3 separate regions of the Mus musculus genome follow, and regions 1 and 2 are each linked to region 3. Evidence: chromatin contacts called from public promoter capture Hi-C data. All regions are on one chromosome and are shown on one strand. Each heading gives the region's core, a stretch centred on a gene start, on an enhancer-like site or on the middle of the called end of the contact. The rest is flanking DNA. Distances are from core to core; before and after follow the strand shown.

Region 1 (2,700 bases), core at 183-2,682, 520 kb before region 3:
AGGCCCGACTAGGGGACTGGGGCAGTGAGAGGAGCTCACTGCGGGGAGATGTCTCTCCTGGCATCTCAGGACAGTTTCCTGAGGTGGACAGATGCCCAAGGCTCTTATCCTCATCTTAGAGATGAGGAGACTGGGCTTAATAAGCTTGGACAACTAATGCCAGGAATTAGAAGCTGCCAACCAGAGCCTTTTGACCTCCAAGGGTGCGGAATTGAGCTGGGTGGGAGGGTGCCGAGGAGCCAGTCTGAAGACCGTGGTCAACCACAGCAGTGAACTAGTCTACCTCTACGCAGTTTTATTTCCATGGGTCTGTTCTGCCACTCACAGAACTCTGGGCTGAAGAACTGGAAGCACTTTGCAGGCCTGAATGAGCTCATGCTACATACTCTTGCCAGAGAGAGAGAGAGAGAGAGAGAGAGAGAGAGAGAGAGAGAGAGAGAGAGAGAGAGAACCAAATGGAAGCTCTGTCGGGGTCATCAGCACTCAGGCATATAATAGAAAACCAGATCCGGGTCCACTACGTTGTCTTCCCAAACCAAGCAGTGTGATGCAAGCCCAGCCCCTTTTCAAGAGGAAGAGAGTCACGGAAAAAGCTGAGGAACCTGTCACCTTTTCCTTTCCCCCAAAGAAATGTATTAACCAGTCCTGAGGAGATAGACAACCCCTGCCCCCATTTCCCTGTCCCAAGGGCTATTCCAGGGCAAAGAAACCCAAGAGCAAAGAGATCACAGCTTCTCCAGTCACTCTAGTGACCAGGCTTGGATGGGAAGGAATAGCTGAGTGAAATCCACTCAGATTTGACCAATGTCATGGAATCTTAGTGGAGACTGATACTAGGGAGTCTGGGAGACTCACATCAATGTTCCTGTAATCAGTAGGCAAGGTGTCTCAGAGCTGTCTCAGGTCAGGGCCAAGACCTGGAGGTACAGGGTCAAGGTGCCCAGGTACCTATCACAGTCTGGATGCCTCAAGTCTCTCCTAGAGTCACCCAACAAGGAGGTGAAGAGTGGGGCTGGACCTGGCCAGAGCTCTGAAGGAGTGCGAGGACCTGTAGGGGTTGGAGCTTCAGCACTGCTAGGCTCCCCCAGCATTCCCCAGCTCTCTCGGTGCCTAGCTCTGCGCTCCCGCTGCGCCCCCAGACGGCTCCTTACCTGTCGCTCTGCGGACCGTCCCGCCTCCTCGCGGGGCTCGGGGACCGGGCATGGGCCGGCGAGCAACGGCGTCCCCGCCTCGCGGCCGCGGTGAAGCTTCCAGGAGAGCTCCCTGCTCCCGGCCCGCGTCCCTGCCGCTGTCGCCGCCGCTGCTTCAGAACCGTGGACAGCTCCCGCTCGCCCGCCGCCGCCCCGCGCGCCCTACACGGTCCCGGGAGCCCCGCATCCCGGCTCCGCCGCGCTCAGCTCTCAGCCCGGCCCGAGGCGGCTCCGCGCCGACTTGGGGGAGCGGCGAGGAGGGTCCCCGCCTCCCGCCGCCACCGCCTGCCTCTCGCCTCCGTGCTCCCTTCCACGCTCCAGAACCAGCCCACCAGGCACTCCGGACCCAGCTCCCGGGAGGGGAGGGGCGGGGCGGGGCGGGGCGGGAAGTCGGGGAGCCCGGAGGAGGCGGCGGCGGCGCGAGGGGCGCGCAGCTGGAACCGGCTTTTCTGCTTCCTGGAGCCAAACCCTCTTCTCCAGCTTTTCTCCCCTGCCTCCTCTCGCGCACCCCAGAAGCGATGCGCGCGCGACCCTTGAGCTTCTTAGAGTATTTTTGAGCTCTGAGGCTCCCAAGCTCTGAGTTCAAATTATTGATCAGCCCTACAAAGAGAAACAAACAAACAAAAATATTTATTGAATGCCTACTAAATAAACCACGCCAGGTTATTTATTTATTTAGCCAGAGTGATCTCATTTAATTATCTTAACAATCTACTAGGTACCCTCTGTCTCCCAAACATGGATGAGTTGTGCTGAGGTCAACACAGCTTAAATATCGGGATTTGGAGACTTCAGTTCTGTTGGGAAGTATATAGGTTCTATAGCCCATGAGTTTTGGTGATAGTTTGTTCCAAACACTGTGTGACCCAGAGGAAGTTACAAAACCTGTCAAATTCTCCAGACGGAATCCATCAATGAGGGGGTCATATAAGGACATATATGTGACACATTGGCATCCAATAGGCTCAGTGGGTGAGCCATCTCTGTCATTCTCCCATGAGGAGGCCTGAAATCTAATCTGACTGTAGGGTTCTGGCGGCTCTGTGTTCCCAACTATGCGGCTCTTTTTTTTCTTCTTCTTGAGCTCCCATAGATTTTTATTTTTTTAGATTTATTCATTATGGGTGGTTATGAGCCACCATGTTATTGCTGGGATTTGAACTCAGGATCTTCAGAAGAACAGTCAGTGCTCTTACCTGCTGAGCCATCTTGCTAGCCCTTTAATTTAATTTAATTTAATTTAACTTAATTTAATTTAAATTTTTGTCATTTGTTTTGTTTTGTTTTGTTTTTTGTCTTTTTAAGCATGGTGAGAGATTAGCCCTACCGCGAGTGTTGTGAATGGATGGATACCAGCATTGTTCATGCCTTCCCCTCTACCCATGACAAGGTCTTGAGATTCATCATGGTACCCAGAGGACAGGAAAAAAGGCATATTCTCATTAAAGGAAGGTAAATAGCGATGGGCAAAGGGAACTCCAGAGCACGCTGAAGCTGAGGCAGCTGTAGA
Region 2 (2,700 bases), core at 164-2,663, 610 kb after region 3:
CTCTAAAGGGATCCCACAGAGACAATTTGTCATAGCCACCATCATATTGGCCCTTCATTTACCTATTGTCAGGCTAACTGCTTTGGCCTGAAAGCTGTAAGAAACTATCAGGCTTCCCTTATCACTGTGGTAATGTTTCAGTATGATTCCCTACTACCCAGTGTATATAGACATCAAGTGAAGTGATGACGAAAAACCAACTATAAAGGGCTCCAGGAGAGAAAGGGTGGACCCAGAGGAAAGAGGTCTCAAACGGGGACTGTCCCAGTCTAGAGATGCTGGGGTGTGCTGATCTTCACAGACACTTACAGCATATGCCAATCTACTTCTTTTTACTTTCTCCTCTCAACACCAGCTTGGGTTATTTAAAAATCCCCCCAGCCCGCCCCCGCACACACTCCCTTTCAGTAGAACGTAGAACTTACACCCTCCATTTATTTCACAGATCTTAGAAATCCCAGAGCTGATGAAAACACACCAGAGCATTTCTGTATGACTCTACCAATTCTTTAAACCCATTCCCTTGGAGTTATGAGGTGGAGAGAGAGGTGGGGTACACCCTTGCCCAGGTCAGCATGGATGCGATACTAATTAACAATCAATAGAGGCAGACTCCTATCCTAGCTACACCACTCATATCTGAGGGGTTCAGACAAGCCAGTGAGACTCTAGAGACTCGGTTTTCTCATCCGTAAAATGGGGATATAAGCCTCTATCTCGAGGGTTACCCGATAATACATGAGGAAAAGTGAAAGCTCGTTGCAGAGCTAGGTTCATAACGACTGCCCGTTCACTCACCCATCCCCAGAATTGACCAAATCTCCATTTTCCTAGCACCTCCTCTTGGACATCGTTTCTAGACTCCTCCACCACCACCTCCGGTTGCTTTCCAGGCAACCCCCACTTTCCTAAATTTTGCAGATAGTTTTACTCGGGTGCTACATCCCACTCCAAATTCTCCTACCTGACGATCCAGTACTACTGCAGCAGTATCAGCAGCATCCGCAAACCAGCTCTCCCTAGGCCAGCTCCGGTCCCAAGTCCACCTGGGCCACTTGTTCCCGCCCCCTCCCTCAGCCCAGCTCCAGGATTGGGTTGTTTTTGTCAGTCCTCGTTCTGATTGGCTACGCTGGCTCAGTTCGAGCAGGCGATAGGGAGTGAACTCCTTTGCTGCCAATCAGCAGTTGCCGCCGCCTGAGCCTCTTCCTGCTACGCCGCTCACGCGGTAAACCCTTCTGTCGAGCGTGGCGGAACTCTGAGTTTGGAGTCAGTCTTTTAGGGGTGGGGAAAACGCAGAGAGAAAAAGGAGCCAAGAAACCTTCTGGTGACAGCCTGGGTTGGCTCTGGTGTCTGAGCGCGCCGTGGTGACGCCATCCGTCAGCGCCCGCAGCCGAGCGTTGTTCGCGCCGCTGGCGGGCGCCTGCGCAGTGGCTCTTAGCGGGCGGTTGCTTGTTGGTTGTTGTAGTAACGGGGGAAGCAGCCTTCGGCGGCTGCGTTGATTCGGGCTGGGGAAGGAGGAGGGAGGTGAAGCAGAGCGTGGTCCCCGCCTGCCGGCCCCGAGCCGTGAGAAGATGAGACAGGTAAACGCCTGCGCCGGCGCGCTCCGGGGAGGTGCGCTCCAGGGTTAGGCGGGCGCCGCTGCGCTTCCCTCCGAGCTCCGGAGCAGCTGTTGGCTTCCGGGCGTGCTGGGCAGAAGCGCTGCGGCAGAGTCGCCGCGTCCTTGCCTGCGGAGCTGCCTGGGGTTGGGGTGTGCTGGGCTGGAGCTGGCGGCTGGTCCCTGTAGGGGCAAGGACTTCCTGAGCATTTATCTCGTTCTACTCTTCAGGGAGCCGAGGAAAGGTGGGCATCCCTGAAGGTTTTAACTTAAAAGACTCTCAAGCATTTTTGGGTAAGGTCGAGAAGTTCCTTTAGGAATCACCCGAAAAGAATCATTGAGGTTGTTTGGTATTACTCATTTCTGCTGAAGATGTGTAGGGTCGGGGTTAGTCACTGTTGCTGCTTGCTGCAGTTGCTTTGTTTTTGAGAGTCTTATTGTATAAGTCAATGCACAGACCAGCAAAAGCTTGGAGAATTGCCACGAATTGATTATCTTTGAGTAGTGACATTAAGGTTAAGCGTTTTCCCTAAACGTTTCTATTTTCTCTATAACGAACATGAAACTTTTTCTCTATGGAAAGTGTTTGAAGTTAGAAGCCTGGGAATTGGAGATTTCCTAATTTTATGTGTCTACTTGATATCCGGATTAAAATGTGTGATTAAAAAAAAAAGTACCAATAATTAGAGTATTTGACTTCCCCTTTCCCCGGCCATTTATGTGATCCCTGCTGAGGAGAAATATTTTCACCACCCTTTTATTAATAGTTCGGGTGATTTGGTTTTCCTAGAAACATAACAGCTTATTCTGTTTGCTTGTGGTAGAGTCTGTATAAATATTGGCAAGGGTTTTGAACCTTGGATTTTTATTTTGATCCTGGTCAGATTTGTTTAGCAAAGAATTTTCTAAACATAGGCTTATCAACTGTCCACATCAGTGCCCTAAAGCCTCTCCTTTGGTGCTTGCTCTTTTATTATATAAAACGACTCAAATTCAGTAACAGCTTTTTAGATACAGCAGAGACAGTATCTGTTTGAAAAAAATTTTGTGTCATACCCTTTTAATCCCAGCAGAGGCAGGCAGATCTCTGAGCTCTAGGCCAGCCT
Region 3 (2,700 bases), core at 103-2,602:
CACGTTGCCTGGGCAACACAGTAGAGTCGGCCCTGAAAGCAAAGATACAGGTGAGCCAGACCCCAGCAAATTAAACAATATGCTATTTAGAGATTGCAAATATTTACTTTTTAATGTACTGCTGCATTCTATTTTTCTAGTAATTTATTAGGTTTTTCTTTTTGTTTTGCTAATGACAGGTACAGTTTTCCTGTACTATCTTTATATGATTTTGATACCGATCTAATCCCTCTGAAGACAATTTATCAGCTGTAAGGAAAGTCTTAAAAGTCTGGAAGATTCACTTTTGAGACATTTATCTTATATTTTTGGTTGTGAGCCTAGCCTTTAATGGCTGAGCCATCTCGCCAGCCCAAGACGTTTATCTTAAATAAATAAGAGATTCTAATTCCGTTTGGGTTCAGGGGACCCAGGATAAGCACAGCCTTTTTACCTCCCTAACTGCTTCAATACCGTGAATCTCTTTCTCAGTTTGTAAAGCCGGGGGAGGAGAACCTACCTCATGTAGCTGTATGACAGTAAGAACTTACAGCACTCAATACCTAGTAAGTGTCGGGTCAATGGAAGGACTTATTACATTGCATGTACTCGCCGGCCTCCAAATTGCAGGACAGCATTCTTGGTGTCCTATTAGCTTCTACTTTGTTTGTTTGTTATTTCGAGACAGGGTTTCTCTGAATAGCCCTGGCTGTCCTGGAACTAACTTCGTAGACCAGTCTGGCCTCAAACTTAGAAATCCACCTGCCTCTGCCTCCCAAGTGCTGGGATCAAAGGCGTGCGCCACCACAGCCCGGCTAGCTTCTACTTTGAATCTCTTTCATTAGTGACATTCCTTAGGGCTTTCGAGGCCGAGGATATAAAAAAGCAAACAACAACGTAAGAGCTAGGAATAGGAATGGTGGTACCACTTGCCTAGCACCTGTGAGATCCTACGTTCAATTCCTTGCACCGAGCGGGGAAAAGAAAGATAAAGTCGGTGGGGAATGGAACCCATTGGAAAAGGTGAACATGTTCAACCCGCGTTGCAGCAGCACTTTTCTGGGCGTCTCGAGCCCTGGACTCGCACTCATGGAGGCGTCTGCCAAGCATCAGGCAGCGATGGAGCCAGGAAGGAGGAAAGCCACTTCTGCTGGTCGCAGGGCGGGAGAGCCGCTCGCTGTTCCCATAGCAACCAGACTGGCCAGCGTCCTCCGGGCCTCCCGGCTCGGCGCGCAGACTCCCAAGGGGACCCTTCCAGCCGTCACTTCCCGGCGGTGCGCCCAGCTCCGCCCTAACACGTTTCTGATTGGCCTCAGCAGAGGGAGGGGCGGGCTTACAACTCCACGAACTCAATTATGTTTCACCGAGCGGAAGTTGACCTCTCTCGGCCCGGAAGTGAAACAGTGCTTTGGCAATTGAGGCTTCTGTAAGTGAGTCCCGGGACGGTGTTGGAAATGCCGGGTGCCGCGGCGAAGGGCTCGGAGTTGTCCGAGAGGATCGAAGGCTTCGTGGAGACTCTGAAGCGAGGTGGCGGGCAGCGCAGCTCGGAGGACATGGCTCGGGAGACCCTGGGGCTGCTGCGCCGGCTTATCACGGACCACCACTGGAACAACGCGGGTGCGGCAACTCATCCTCGTTCTTGTTCTATTCCTGAAGCTGATATTCACTTTCACCGCGCGCCTGCCCCGTTCACTCGGTCTCTCTTGGGTTTCAGGGGACCTTATGGATTTGATCCGCAGAGAGGGCAGGAGGATGACGGCTGCGCAGCCCTCCGAGACCACCGTGGGAAATATGGTGCGGAGAGTCCTCAAGATCATCCGGGAGGAGTATGGCAGGTCAAACTCACAGCTTGGGTGGGCTCCTGGTGGGACCAAGGGGTGCTGGCTTTTGGTTGTTAAACCGTGCCACCTATCAGCTTGAAGCCTCTGTTGTGGCTGAGCTGCTCCCGTTGCCCCAGTGATCACTCTTTGGGTCTTGTTGCCTCCATAGACTGCACGGGCGCAGTGACGAGAGCGATCAGCAGGAGTCCCTGCACAAACTCTTGACATCCGGAGGCCTGAGCGAGGATTTCAGCTTCCATTTTGCCCCACTTAAGGCCAACATCATTGAGGCGATTAATGAGCTGCTGGTGGAACTGGGTAAGAGATCTGATCACTAAGTGGACAAGTTAGGTCGCAGGCAAGTGAAACAGTCCCCTAGAAATTGTGCATTGACAGGGATAGGCGAGATCACCAGTCTTCTGGTTTGAACACCCATTTGGTAGGAGTGGATGGAAAACACCAAGCTTATAGTAACTGCATCTTTCAAGACAGACCTGCTCTTTAACAGTATATTAAGCGAGAGATTTCTTTTAGGGGAAGTTATTTTATTTTATTTTATTTTATAGCAAATGAACTTGCTGGGGATGTAGCTCAGTGGAAGAGTGCCTTACTTGAGGCTCTGGGTTTCATTCCCAGTGCTGCAAAAAACAGAAAACGAGTTCCCCAAAGCCGCATTTGGAAGTTTCTTTTTCACTAAACTTCATCTTGACTTCAAAAAATGTTTACTATTAGTGGTGTGTGTATGTGTGTGTGTGTGTGTGGGTCACAGGGCAACTTTGTAGAATTTGCGCATCCCCCTTTATGTGGGTTCCAGGGATGGAGGGCAGGTTTCCAGGTTTGCCCATCAAGCACATTTACCCACTAAGCCATCATGCCCACCCCTTTGAGGTATTTATATACA

What was found. Promoter capture Hi-C pulls out the DNA fragments that hold promoters and counts their contacts. Capture Hi-C pulls out chosen DNA fragments and counts their contacts.
Region 1: a contact with region 3 is called in a promoter capture Hi-C map of stem cell-derived epiblast-like cells, with 3 times the contacts expected there. The contact joins the promoter of Syndig1l here to the promoter of Eif2b2 in region 3. A contact is called at or near these places in 2 of 39 promoter capture datasets (pre-B cells and stem cell-derived epiblast-like cells).
Region 2: a promoter capture Hi-C map of adipose tissue shows a contact between it and region 3. The contact joins the promoter of Ttll5 here to the promoter of Eif2b2 in region 3. A contact is called at or near these places in 3 of 484 Hi-C or Micro-C datasets (CD4 T cells, CD8 T cells and regulatory T cells), 1 of 115 datasets of contacts at active chromatin or transcription factors (trophoblast stem cells) and 1 of 9 other capture datasets (adipose tissue).

Annotation. Positions count from the first base shown.
Region 1 is chr12:84,697,375-84,700,074 of GRCm38.p6, forward strand. It overlaps Syndig1l (synapse differentiation inducing 1 like), which reads right to left and starts at 1,433. Exons shown (of 4, transcript NM_001033334.2): 1 at 1,152-1,433.
Region 2 is chr12:85,823,507-85,826,206 of GRCm38.p6, forward strand. It overlaps Ttll5 (tubulin tyrosine ligase-like family, member 5), which reads left to right and starts at 1,414. Exons shown (of 34, transcript NM_001081423.3): 1 at 1,414-1,580. It overlaps Erg28 (ergosterol biosynthesis 28), which reads right to left and starts at 1,387. Exons shown (of 5, transcript NM_021446.3): 1 at 965-1,387.
Region 3 is chr12:85,218,129-85,220,828 of GRCm38.p6, forward strand. It overlaps Eif2b2 (eukaryotic translation initiation factor 2B, subunit 2 beta), which reads left to right and starts at 1,353. Exons shown (of 8, transcript NM_145445.4): 1 at 1,353-1,596; 2 at 1,694-1,814; 3 at 1,969-2,117. The coding sequence starts at 1,434.